3 separate regions of the Oryctolagus cuniculus genome follow, and regions 1 and 2 are each linked to region 3. A link is a contact called in public Micro-C data. All regions are on one chromosome and are shown on one strand. Each heading gives the region's core, a stretch centred on a gene start, on an enhancer-like site or on the middle of the called end of the contact. The rest is flanking DNA. Distances are from core to core; before and after follow the strand shown.

The links. Hi-C and Micro-C count contacts between places; a contact is called where the count stands out from the background.
Region 1: a Micro-C map of ear pinna shows a contact between it and region 3, with 5 times the contacts expected there. The contact joins the promoter of PRADC1 here to the promoter of SFXN5 in region 3. A contact is called at or near these places in 2 of 6 Hi-C or Micro-C datasets (ear pinna and an unstated tissue).
Region 2: a Micro-C map of ear pinna shows a contact between it and region 3, with 5 times the contacts expected there. The contact joins the promoter of SPR here to the promoter of SFXN5 in region 3. A contact is called at or near these places in 5 of 6 Hi-C or Micro-C datasets (ear pinna, embryonic fibroblasts, psoas muscle and 2 more).

Annotation. Positions count from the first base shown.
Region 1 is chr2:129,648,943-129,652,117 of mOryCun1.1, reverse strand. It overlaps PRADC1 (protease associated domain containing 1), which reads right to left and starts at 1,341. Exons shown (of 5, transcript XM_002709745.5): 1 at 1,149-1,341. The coding sequence starts at 1,215. CCT7 (chaperonin containing TCP1 subunit 7) reads left to right here and starts at 2,287. Exons shown (of 12, transcript NM_001142260.1): 1 at 2,287-2,370. The coding sequence starts at 2,365.
Region 2 is chr2:129,980,931-129,984,492 of mOryCun1.1, reverse strand. It overlaps SPR (sepiapterin reductase), which reads left to right and starts at 1,745. Exons shown (of 3, transcript NM_001329081.1): 1 at 1,745-2,054; 2 at 2,503-2,793. The coding sequence starts at 1,745. EXOC6B (exocyst complex component 6B) reads right to left here and starts at 946. Exons shown (of 23, transcript XM_051842763.2): 1 at 809-946.
Region 3 is chr2:129,804,365-129,807,902 of mOryCun1.1, reverse strand. It overlaps SFXN5 (sideroflexin 5), which reads right to left and starts at 1,325. Exons shown (of 12, transcript XM_051837500.2): 1 at 1,128-1,325. The coding sequence starts at 1,235. It overlaps RAB11FIP5 (RAB11 family interacting protein 5), which reads right to left. Exons shown (of 5, transcript XM_002709753.5): 5 at 3,065-3,538.

The sequences.
Region 1 (3,175 bases), core at 92-2,591, 160 kb after region 3:
ATGGGATGTCGGCATTGCAAGCAGTGGCTTAACCTGCTATGCCACAACACTGGCCCCGGTGATATTTTCTCAGAGAAATCGGCCTCATGATTGCCCTTCCCTCTGCTCATCCAAAATGTGCGTTTTTTCAGCTGATGCGTTCACTGTCATTTGTAATACCGTTTTTACAGGATCCACAGTATTTTAATGTTTGCCTCCTCCACCAGGGCAAGGATGGCAAATTTGTAGCTTCAGTCAGTGGTGAATCCCCAGTGCCTTGTTTAGTATCTAGGATATAGTAGGTGCTCAAGCTTGTTGAATAAACAGCTACGTCCAGCTGCACTGCACTGAGCAGGAGAATTGCTGGAATAACCAGGTTTTCCTGGGATATGGGAATTCCTCTTCAGCATCAGTTTAATGTTTTACTTGGACTTGAGTCCCTGGTTGTCTTAGCCCAGAGGGACTAAGCAATGTTGAGGATGGAAGTGGCTGCCACAGATCTATTAGCCAGTCAACAAACTATGCGCCAGGGTTGCGGCTGTGATTTCAGCTGTCCCAGTCCACCACCCAGGCACTGACCTACTCCTGGGCCCTGGAGCCTTTTGTCCTGGGAGTGGATACACCCTCAGGAAACCTTTCTAGGCTAGTGTTAAACACCCCCTCCGCACGCACACCCCTGCTCGGCCTTTGAATGCGCTTGTCGGAGTAAACCGTGGGATATCGGTGTGTGCTCACGTTTGTGTACAGGCGTACATGTTGTGTCGCTACGGATGGACAGTGTGTGGGCGTGAGTCCACGTGCAGCAATGTGTGGCCCTGTCTCTGTATGTGAATGCTCACATATTTCCAGCTTGCAGCATCGCTAGCTGTCTTCCGTGCCTCCTGGTCGCGCCCTAAGTCGCCTGGGTCGGCGCCAGCCTAGGGGAGAGGGTGAGGGCGGGGGCGTGTTGAGGGGATCTGCTTTGGTGTGGGGAGCGGAAGGCTCCGAGCCTAGCGCCCAGCTCCTGTCCCCGGGGACAAGGGCCCCCTCACTCTGGTTGCCCGACCCCGGACCTTCCCCTTTCCGAACTTGCGGGGTCCCCAAGGTGACCCGTGGCCCCCGGCCCGAGAAGCACGCAAGCTGGACGGCCAGCCCCACCCCGCTGCACAGCCCCGCCCGTTGCCGCTCACCGTGGGCCGCGAGGCACGCGGGGAGCCAGAGCACGAGACAACACCAGCCCGCGGCGCCGGGGACCATCTCCAGGGCCCGGCCGGGCGCCGCGTTTCCTCCTGGCGGCCAGCCGCGCGTAGCTCGTCGGACTTTAGCCTGACAGCTGCTGTGGCCTCCCGCCCACAGACCCGCTCTCGCTGCCGGTTGGCGAACGGAAACGAGGCCTATGGGTGATTGGCTCTGACAGCTGCTCATCTAGCCACACTTTCCGTCTCTGCTCCTTAGCCCACTTCCTATTGGCTGAGAGAAGTGGGGCTGAGGGCTCATTGGTGTAAACTCTTAATAGCTACTGCCGGCTTCCACCCTAGGCCCGCCCCAGCGTTTCCCAGTTTATATTTGTATCCAGCGGTGGGCGGGAGCGAGGGCGGGCGGACGTGGAAGCACTCGGAAGCGGAGGTGGGAACCCCGCATGACTCGCTTGAGCCGCCGTCAGCTCTCCCGGTGTCGGGCCGGATCCTCCCCGAGGCCGCCTCGCTCAAAGACGATTTGCCTGCTATCAGGCTGTGCTTTTCTCCTTCCCGCCTTCTCGTCGGGCGCCCCGGTGGTCCTCTGCCCACTGTCGAAAGGCACTGGGGCCACGACTCTGCACCCCAACCACGAGGAGCCTCTGGCTAGTGCGCAGCCAGATATCGGCCATGGGGGCCAGGTTCCCAGGCCCGCTGCGCTCCCCTGTCCGCTTGTGACTAACACCTTTGTTAGCCGCCAGCTCCACGTCCCTCGCGTGTAAAGTAGGCACAATCATGGTACACACGCATTGAGAGTTGTGAGGCGTAAAGGAGCTCACTCCCGGAGATTCATTAATGCCGTGGTCTGGCTTTCGGGGACTGAATGAAGGTTAGTAGGTGCTCTGGGCCGAGAAAGGACCGCCTCCCCTTCCCTCCTGCCCCGCCCCGCCCCGCTCAACGAGAGACGCGAGACTGAAACCCTCGACCCCCGTGATCAGCCACGCCCCTCGCTAGAGCGCCCCCTTAGCTCCAGTGTCTGCCTTTCTAGGCACAGCGACTCGGTGGTAGCGAACCATAGAGTGGCGGAAGTGGCCTGCTCGCTTCCTCTCCCGGCCCAACGACCTGGCGAAGCTTCTGGGAAGTTCTCTAGCGCGAGGCATTGTGGGGTTGCTGGGCGGCCCGCACACAGAGAAGAGAGGAGGAGTAGCGGGCTACTGAATAAGCTTCCAAGATGATGGTGAGTGGCGTCTCGCGCATCCGTCGGCATCTGCTGCCATCTGGCTGGTATCTGGGGCGTCCGGCCAGGGATCCGCTCCGTAGGACCCTTTCCCGCCTCCGGCCGCTGTCCTCGCCCCGATCTGTAGGCTTGGGCGACCCCAGCCCATCGCGGCCTGCCTTCTCCTGGGCACGGAACAGGAGCCGTTAGCCAAGGCTGTGTGGGGCTGCAGGCTGTGATCGGGCCGTCTGGGGACTACAAGTCCCAGGGTGCTGTGGGGCCACGAACCCACGTAGGGGACCCCTTTTTCGGCTCCCCGGTCCCCCACAGTCGGGTCCTGTGGGCAAATCGAGTGCAGGCCGAGTGTGCTTAGGCGGTCGGCGTCCGGCTTGGAAAGCGCGGGACGTAAAGACGCGTGTTTCCTACAACCGGCATGGCCGAACCCACGGTTTCAGTCGGCCCGCATGCTTGGAAACAGACTTCTCCACTCGTACTTTAATTCGTGCACTCAGTTATTAAACAAACGCATGTTTCGTGCTTGCTGAATGTGGTTGGGCATCCACAGGGTAGGTGGGTACAGCGCTTAGAGGTGGGAGGACCCGGCCTCTGACTGGCGACATTAGACAGGCTTCTATGGTTGGTTCATTAGCGCTAGGTCCTGTTTCCTAGAAGTGTGTGTGTGTGTGTGTGAGAGAGAGAGAGAGAGAGAGAGATGTGTTGGGAGTCTCAGAGGTTCCTCAAGGGCTCACTTTAGCTTGCAACCCCACCTCCACCCCGCCCCTTTTCTCCTCAGTTGCTGACACCTTCCGTGGATCCCAAGAGCGCA
Region 2 (3,562 bases), core at 496-2,995, 180 kb before region 3:
CATATTGGAAGAGGAGCAGCTGGGACACAAACCTGCACCCATTTAGGATAACAGCGCCGCAGGCAGGGGCCTAGCCCACTACACTACAGAACTGACCCCTTTGCCTACTTCTTAATTGTTTTGTCTTTTTATTATTTAATTCTGAGTATGGTTCATTTTTTTGCTTTTGTTTAGAAATAATTTCAGACTTTATTTTTAAATCACTTATTTGCTTGAGAGGTGGGAGTGGAAGAAAAGGCAGAAAGTGAGAGAGAGCACTCCCATTCACCCACTCACTGCCCAAAGGGCAGCAATGGACTGGGCCAGGGTCTAAGCCCAAAGCCAAGACCTAAGTCCAGATCTCCCACAGGAGTGGCAGCAACTCAATGACTGGAGCCTTGACCTGCTTGCTGCCTCCCAGGGTCTGCAATTAGGAGGAAGCTGGAGTTAGGAGAAGGAGCCATCCTAAGCACAGTTTTAACTGCTGGACTAAACGTCCACCTTAGAGTTTTAATTTTTTTTTTAAGCTAAAACAGTACAAAGAACTCCTGTACACCTTTAATCCAGATTTCCTAAATGTTAACATATTACAATTCTTTTTTTATCCACTTGATTTCATCCTAAAACATTTGAGAGTGAGTTGCAGATGAAATGCCCCTTTACTTCTAAATACATCCCTGTACCTTCAAAAACAAAGACTTCTTTTATGTAACAGTTTGCTGGTTAAAATCAGGAAAAATGCAATGCCAACAACTAACTGTATTCAAATCGTACCAATTCCTCCACTAATACCCTGTATCAGATTTGGGCTTTTCCACACGTTTCTCACCTTTCAGGTGTTTGTATCTTTACAGAAAATGTTACTGTCAGTTGCTACTGCAGTGACTCGCAAACGTGTCAGCACGTGAAAATCACCTGGAGTTTTTCAACACTCCTAAACTCGGGGCTGTGGACCACGGTGGAGACGCTGAGCGGGTTAAAGGATTCCAGCTGCTGCGTTTCCCCTGGACTACCACCTGCAAGACGCGCCAGCAGGCGAGGGTGGGACCCACGCCGCCCGGCTCCCTCCGCGGGTCAGCGCGCCATGCACGGCCGCTCCCCGCGAGCTTCAGAGGCGGCGAGGCCGGATGTCACCCATCCTCTCGTCCTTCCCGACTGCTTCTTCAGAGCCTGGCACATGGCAGGAATCTCATACATGTCACGGGAATGGGTGGAGGGGACTCCGCTTCCCCCAGCTTGTCCTCCGACGCCTAAAGTGACCACTACTCCGCCAGGGTGCCGAATCCCCGCAGTCTGCGAGGCCGGAGCGGGGAGTGGTCCTGCCAGACGAAGCTTCTGCAAATCAGAGCGTAGGGAACCCTGGCCCCCGAGGCCCAGCAGGGGCCGCAGGCCCCGGATGTGCGTTGGCTTCACCCGGGCCCTCGCGGGCAGTACCCAGGATGCTCTGCGCCGCGCGCCGCCGCGGGCCCTGAAGGAGACCAGCCGGGCGCGGAGTTGAGTGGAACTCCGAGCGCGTGGTCCGGCGGCGACTGCGCATGCGCACGCGACGGGCGACGAACTCCGCAGCGCCAGGAACCCGGCTAAGGTTGCCCGCACCTCTCGGCCTCTCGCGTTGACTGGGGTCGTGGCGCGCCCGCGCTTCCACCACTAGCGGCCAGGGGAACCGGCCCCGGGCACCGCCCCCTGCCCCCCGCGGCTCCGCCCACCGCGGCCGCCTGCTGCCTCTGTGGGTCCAGAGTCCCGGAGACGAGCACAGCTCGGTGGCATGGAGGGTGGCGGCGGCCTGGGGCGCGCCGTGTGCGTGCTGACCGGGGCCTCCCGCGGCTTCGGCCGGGCGCTGGCCCCGCTGCTGGCTCGGCTGCTGGCGCCGGGCTCCTTGCTAGTCCTAAACGCCCGCAACGACGAGGCGCTGCGGCAGCTGGAGGTCGAGCTGAGCGCCGGGCAGCCCGGCCTGCGCATAATGCGGGTGCCTGCTGACCTGGGCGCCGAGGCCGGCCTGCAGCAGCTGCTCGGCGCCCTCCGCGAGCTTCCCAGGCCCGAGGGGCTGCAGCGGCTGCTGCTCATCAACAACGCGGGTAAGACGCGCGGGGGGCGGGCCCGCCTGGATGATCGGATCCTAGGTATTCCCGCCGCAGTCACAGGACAGGCGAGGGCTTCGGAGGGAAGGCCCGGTGCCGTCGGGGCGACCCCTTCCCCGGACGGTTCAGCCAGCGGTTTTCCCAAAGCGCCCGGTGGAACCTTCCGGAGCTCCTGCACAGCGCCCCCTGGCGGAGGCCTGCCTCCGGCCGGGGTGAATCCCAAAGTTCTCCACAGGCCCCCAGAGGAGACAGGTGGCTCCCAGCCTGCAACTTGGGGTGGGTGGGTTCTCCACGTATGTCTGTCCACAGAGCTGAGAAAGAGGAGAGAGGGAACGTCTTCAGAAGTGCTGGGCAGGTTCTTCTTCCCTCTGAAGAAATTTGGGACAAACTGAATGAACAACAAGTCCCACCTGCCTGGGTTATTCCTAAGATCTGCTTTTTTCAGGCACTCTTGGAGATGTGTCCAAAAACTTCGTGAACCTGAGTGACCCAGCTGAAGTGAACAGCTACTGGGCCCTGAATTTGACCTCCATGCTCTGCCTGACCTCCTGCATCCTGAAGGCGTTTCCTGCCAGTCCTGGCCTCAGCAGGACTGTGGTGAACATCTCGTCGCTGTGTGCCCTGCAGCCCTTCAAGGGCTGGGCGCTGTACTGTGCAGGGAAGGCTGCCCGGGACATGATGTTCCAGGTGCTGGCTGTAGAGGAGCCCAGTGTCAGGGTGCTGAGCTATGCCCCAGGTAGGTGGCGAGTCCCTCCATTCCTGCCCCACCCCCAGAACTAGCTGGTGCCCCTCACAGCTGCCCCAGAGGCCACCTCTATCCCTCCAAAGCCCATTGTCCCAGAATCAGGACTCATCTCGTCTTAGGAGGAAAACAGACTCCTTGGAAGTTGGCAGGGATGGGAGCAAAGGTTGTGGAGAGAGCGTAGGGAGCCGCCTGAGCTGGAGCAGAAACACGGGGGAGTCAGATGCTGGACAGGGGTGAGGAGAGGACTGGGCTTTGAATCCTGGGCCTGTGGAGTGGGGAAGATGTGGCCGCCTCCCAGGCCAGTTTGGAGGACTGAATGAGATAACATGTGTCCTATCTCCCTGTTAGCACTTCTCGTGGTTGGCTAGGACTTACCACACTATGTTGTCTTCATACGCACACTTGTCTGCTCCCTCCCCTGGCAGCCTTGGAGCAGGGAGCATGCACTCTTCACCCGTGTGTCCCCAGTCCCTGGCAGAGCTGCACTGAGGCTGTCCACTGTAAGTGTTGGTTGAATAAAGAGCAGACAGGCGTTGTTCAGTGCTGACCTCCCAGACTGACCCGTGCTGGAACACTACGGGCGTGCTGGGCCCTGTCCTCGTCACAGTGAAAGGGTAGGGGGTCTCATGACACCTGGTCTGCTTGCTGACCACCTTACCACAATGCCCCAGGACCCCTTCCTTGATGGTGAAGCTTCTGTTGTAGGCTTAAGGTTGCTGCAGGTAGAAGGTGACAGCAGCGCAGTGGTAGATGCCTAAGC
Region 3 (3,538 bases), core at 76-2,575:
CAATAAGAACGGAGCCAGTGTTCCCTAGAGGCTGTGGGCCTGCGGGCCTGGCTAAAGGTCGCATGGAGGGGCGGTCCTGGAGGGGGCGCCCCGCCGCCTTACCCTGGGCGGCCCCGATACCCGCAGTAAGACGCCAGCCTCCCCTCCACCACCTACATACCGGGACCGTCTATTTTTAAAAGTCCTGATTAGAAGCATTGAAGGCATTTTCCCAGAGGGCTCAGGAGCTCCCTGGAGTATCGCTGCGCGGGAGCGCATCCGCCTCCCACCGCCCCGACCCCGCAGAAGACAGCCTCCGCCGGCCTTCCGACTCTCTGAGCTCTCCCAGGAAAGTTCTCTCCGGCCGCCGCCGCGCTACCCCGCAGGCCGAGTCCCCTCGCCGAATCTCTCCGCCTTTCACCCAGCGGAGCCCCGCCGGAGGCCGCGGGGCCGGGATCTGCGGCGCGACCCGGCGGAAGTCCCGGTCACCACGCCGCGAAGAAACAGGGGGTCCGCACCGCGCCGCGGCCCCTCGGAGAGGCAGCGGCCCTGGGGATGACACAGCGTTTCCCGCGCCCCGGCTCCACCCCGCGGGGTACCCGGCAGCCGGCCAGCGGCGCCAGCGAAGCCTCAGCCCGCACGGACCCGGCGTGGGGTTGCGGGCCGGGAGCGCGGCCGCGCGGGGTCTGCCCGCGGCTCCGCGGGGGCGTCAGTCTCCACCCGGGGGAAAAGTTAGGAGGTATCCCGGGCGCTCCAACTTCTCCGGGGCCGTGCTCGAACTTGGCACCCGTGGGAAGCTGCACAGCCCTGGAGCGACCCCGCGGGAGCCGATCGGACCCGGGTGCCGGGGATCCGGGGCCGCGGCCGGCGGCAGCCAATCACAGAGCGCCTCGGGCGGGGAAGGCTGGAGGGCGCGGGCAATCGGAGAGTGACGGCGCCACAGGCCAATAGGGAAGCAGGGTGGGTGTCCTCGCCCGCCCCAGTGACCAATGGGAAGGGGCGGCAGTGGCCGAGGCTCCCCGAGGCACCAGCTGCAGGCTCCGGTGGCCGCGGGTCGGAGACCCTCAGGCTGAAGGGGACTTTAGAAGGGAGTTTGCTCGCCCTCCCTGTGCCACCCGCCGACCTGCAGCCCGCAGCCTGGTCCTCACCTGCTGGAAGCGGGGTTTGCCCAGCTGGAAGGGAGGTGCGTCGGTCGAGGCGCTAGCGGCACTGGCCGCGGCCGCCGCCGCCGGTGCTGTAGTCGCTGTATCCGCCATGGCCACTGACACCCGCAATCTCCGGCCCTTTTAAAATGTCCCTCCTCGGCCCCCGCCACGGCGGCCTCTGCCGATTGGCCACAGGCAACCGCAGCGAGCCGGAGGCGCAGAGGGTTGTGGGGAGTGTAGTCTCTCCCGCCCCGCCGCCCGACAGCCCGGCGCTGCGGAGGGCCCGCCACCTTCCGCGGGGACCGCAAGCCGAGAGGGGCGGCAACGCACGGCTCTGAGTTCCCGGCGGGCCCCGCGGGGCGACCTTTCGCTGTTGACCTGTCCCCTGCAGCTGAAGCCCAGACCAGAAGGGCCCTGCTCAAGCGGGCCGGACCCCAGACCAGACGAGTAAGGACTCCGGGCGGAGCAGGGTTCATCTCGGAAGGCTGTTTGCAAGCAGGTGCGCTGCGGGGAGCTCCCTACAGTTCTGCCGCCACTCTGCCCCCTGCTCTGTGCTCTCCAGCAGCCAATGGGGACATTCTGCACAAGACACACTTTTGTCTTCCCCTCACGCAGGGTCGCTCTGACCTCAACCTAAACATTGCCATTTCCCCACACATCAGCCACCCCCCCCCCCAAAACCCGCCGTGGACTCCCGCAGCGCCCAGCCTTTTCAGGTCTTGCATGTATAACTAGTTCTGGTTTTCAGTATCTGTGTTTCCTACTACAAGGTCCACAGGGCAAGGATCGTGTCTTTAAAAGCAAAAACAAAAACACTGTGTCAACTTTATTTGAAAAGCAGAGTGAGCAAGTGCTGGAGCTCCCATCCACTGGTTCATTCCCCAAATGCTTCCACCTGCTAGAGCTGAGCTAGGCTGCAGTCAGGAGCCCAGCACTCAGTCCCGATCTCCCACGTGGGTGCCAGGGACCCAACTACTGAAGTCATCAGCTGCTGCCTCCCGGGATGAGCATTAGGGGAGGCAGGAATCGAGAGCAGCACGCACACTGGAACCCAGGCACCCTGCTATAAGATGCAGGTGTTCCAAGTGGTGTTGTAACTACTGCACCATGGGCCTGCTAAGTCCTCAAAGCCAGGCACAGGGGGACTCACAGTTGGGGCTCAAATCATGTATTGGCTCTGAGTTAAAACAGGAGAGCAAAGGGCCCCAGAGACCTCCACTTCCCCATCCTTTGGTGAACCAAGTAAGACCCTCTGGTAACTGCTGGGAGGAAGCAAACTGGGAGCTGAGCACCAGGGTTCAGTAGTGTTTACCAAGTAGCAGCAATGAGAACTTTAAATACAAGGAGAACCGCAGGCTGTGGACAAAGCTCCAGCACGGATAATGAACACACTGCTGCAGAATGCAGCAGCTCAATCACCGGGTCAGTGAGCCACACTGGGCCGCCTGCTGCACCCACGAGGGCAGGGATATTGGATCCCCACTCTGGGGAACCCCACTTTGGGTCTCCTTAGTCTCACGGAGTGGTGTGAGGTTGACATGTCTTCTGGATGTTGCATGGGCTATAGCAGTCAGAGCTCCTCTTCCAGGAATGGCTGAACCACAAGAAACCAAATTTCTCAAAAGCCGGAGGGAGATTCTAGCTAGCCCTTTAGAACAATTCGTATTTTGGATCTGTATCTTATCTCCCTCTACCAGCCTAAGAATAAGAATCGATCGTTTTGCCCGCCGCAGTCCCCTGTAATACCCAATAATGAGCCTGGGATGGCTAAGGCTCATCCAGGAACTGCAGCGTCCTGGGAGACAGTCCAGGCCCCCGGGCAACACAGTGCTGCTGCCCCCTGGTGTCAAGGAGGGGGAAGTGTGGCCCCAGAACCCCACCAGCTTGATTTAAGGCTGCTTTCTCCACACTCATTCCAAAATGGGAACACAACAGACACCTGCAGTCCGTGAACGTTTTATTCTTCATAAAGTGCTCAAAACATGAAGAACAAGCTCTTTATAAACAGGAGCTACAACTAGGAAGACAAACAGCAAAGCAGAACTTCACCTGCTCCCTGCCCAGCCCACCTGCAGCTCTGCTCCAACTTGTGGCCAGCAGAAACATCAAGCGAGAACCATGGGTCACATGCCTGCCCTGGGCACAGGGGAGGCTCATGGTTAAGGAGCAGTGGGAGCTCAGAGCTGGGGCTGGGACGGGATGGAGTCCAGAGGGACACCTAGCAGGGGAGTGACCTCCTCCCCCGGAAGAGCTCTCTGTCCGGCTCCTCGTGACCCTCCTGACACGTGACTGCCGTCCCAGGCACCTGTGGCTACCTGTCTGACCAGCACTGATGAGGGCACCTCAGGGTGGGTTAACTCTACAGGGGCTTTCCCCTCTGCTGCACCCTGGCAGAAGACACACATCACCCACAG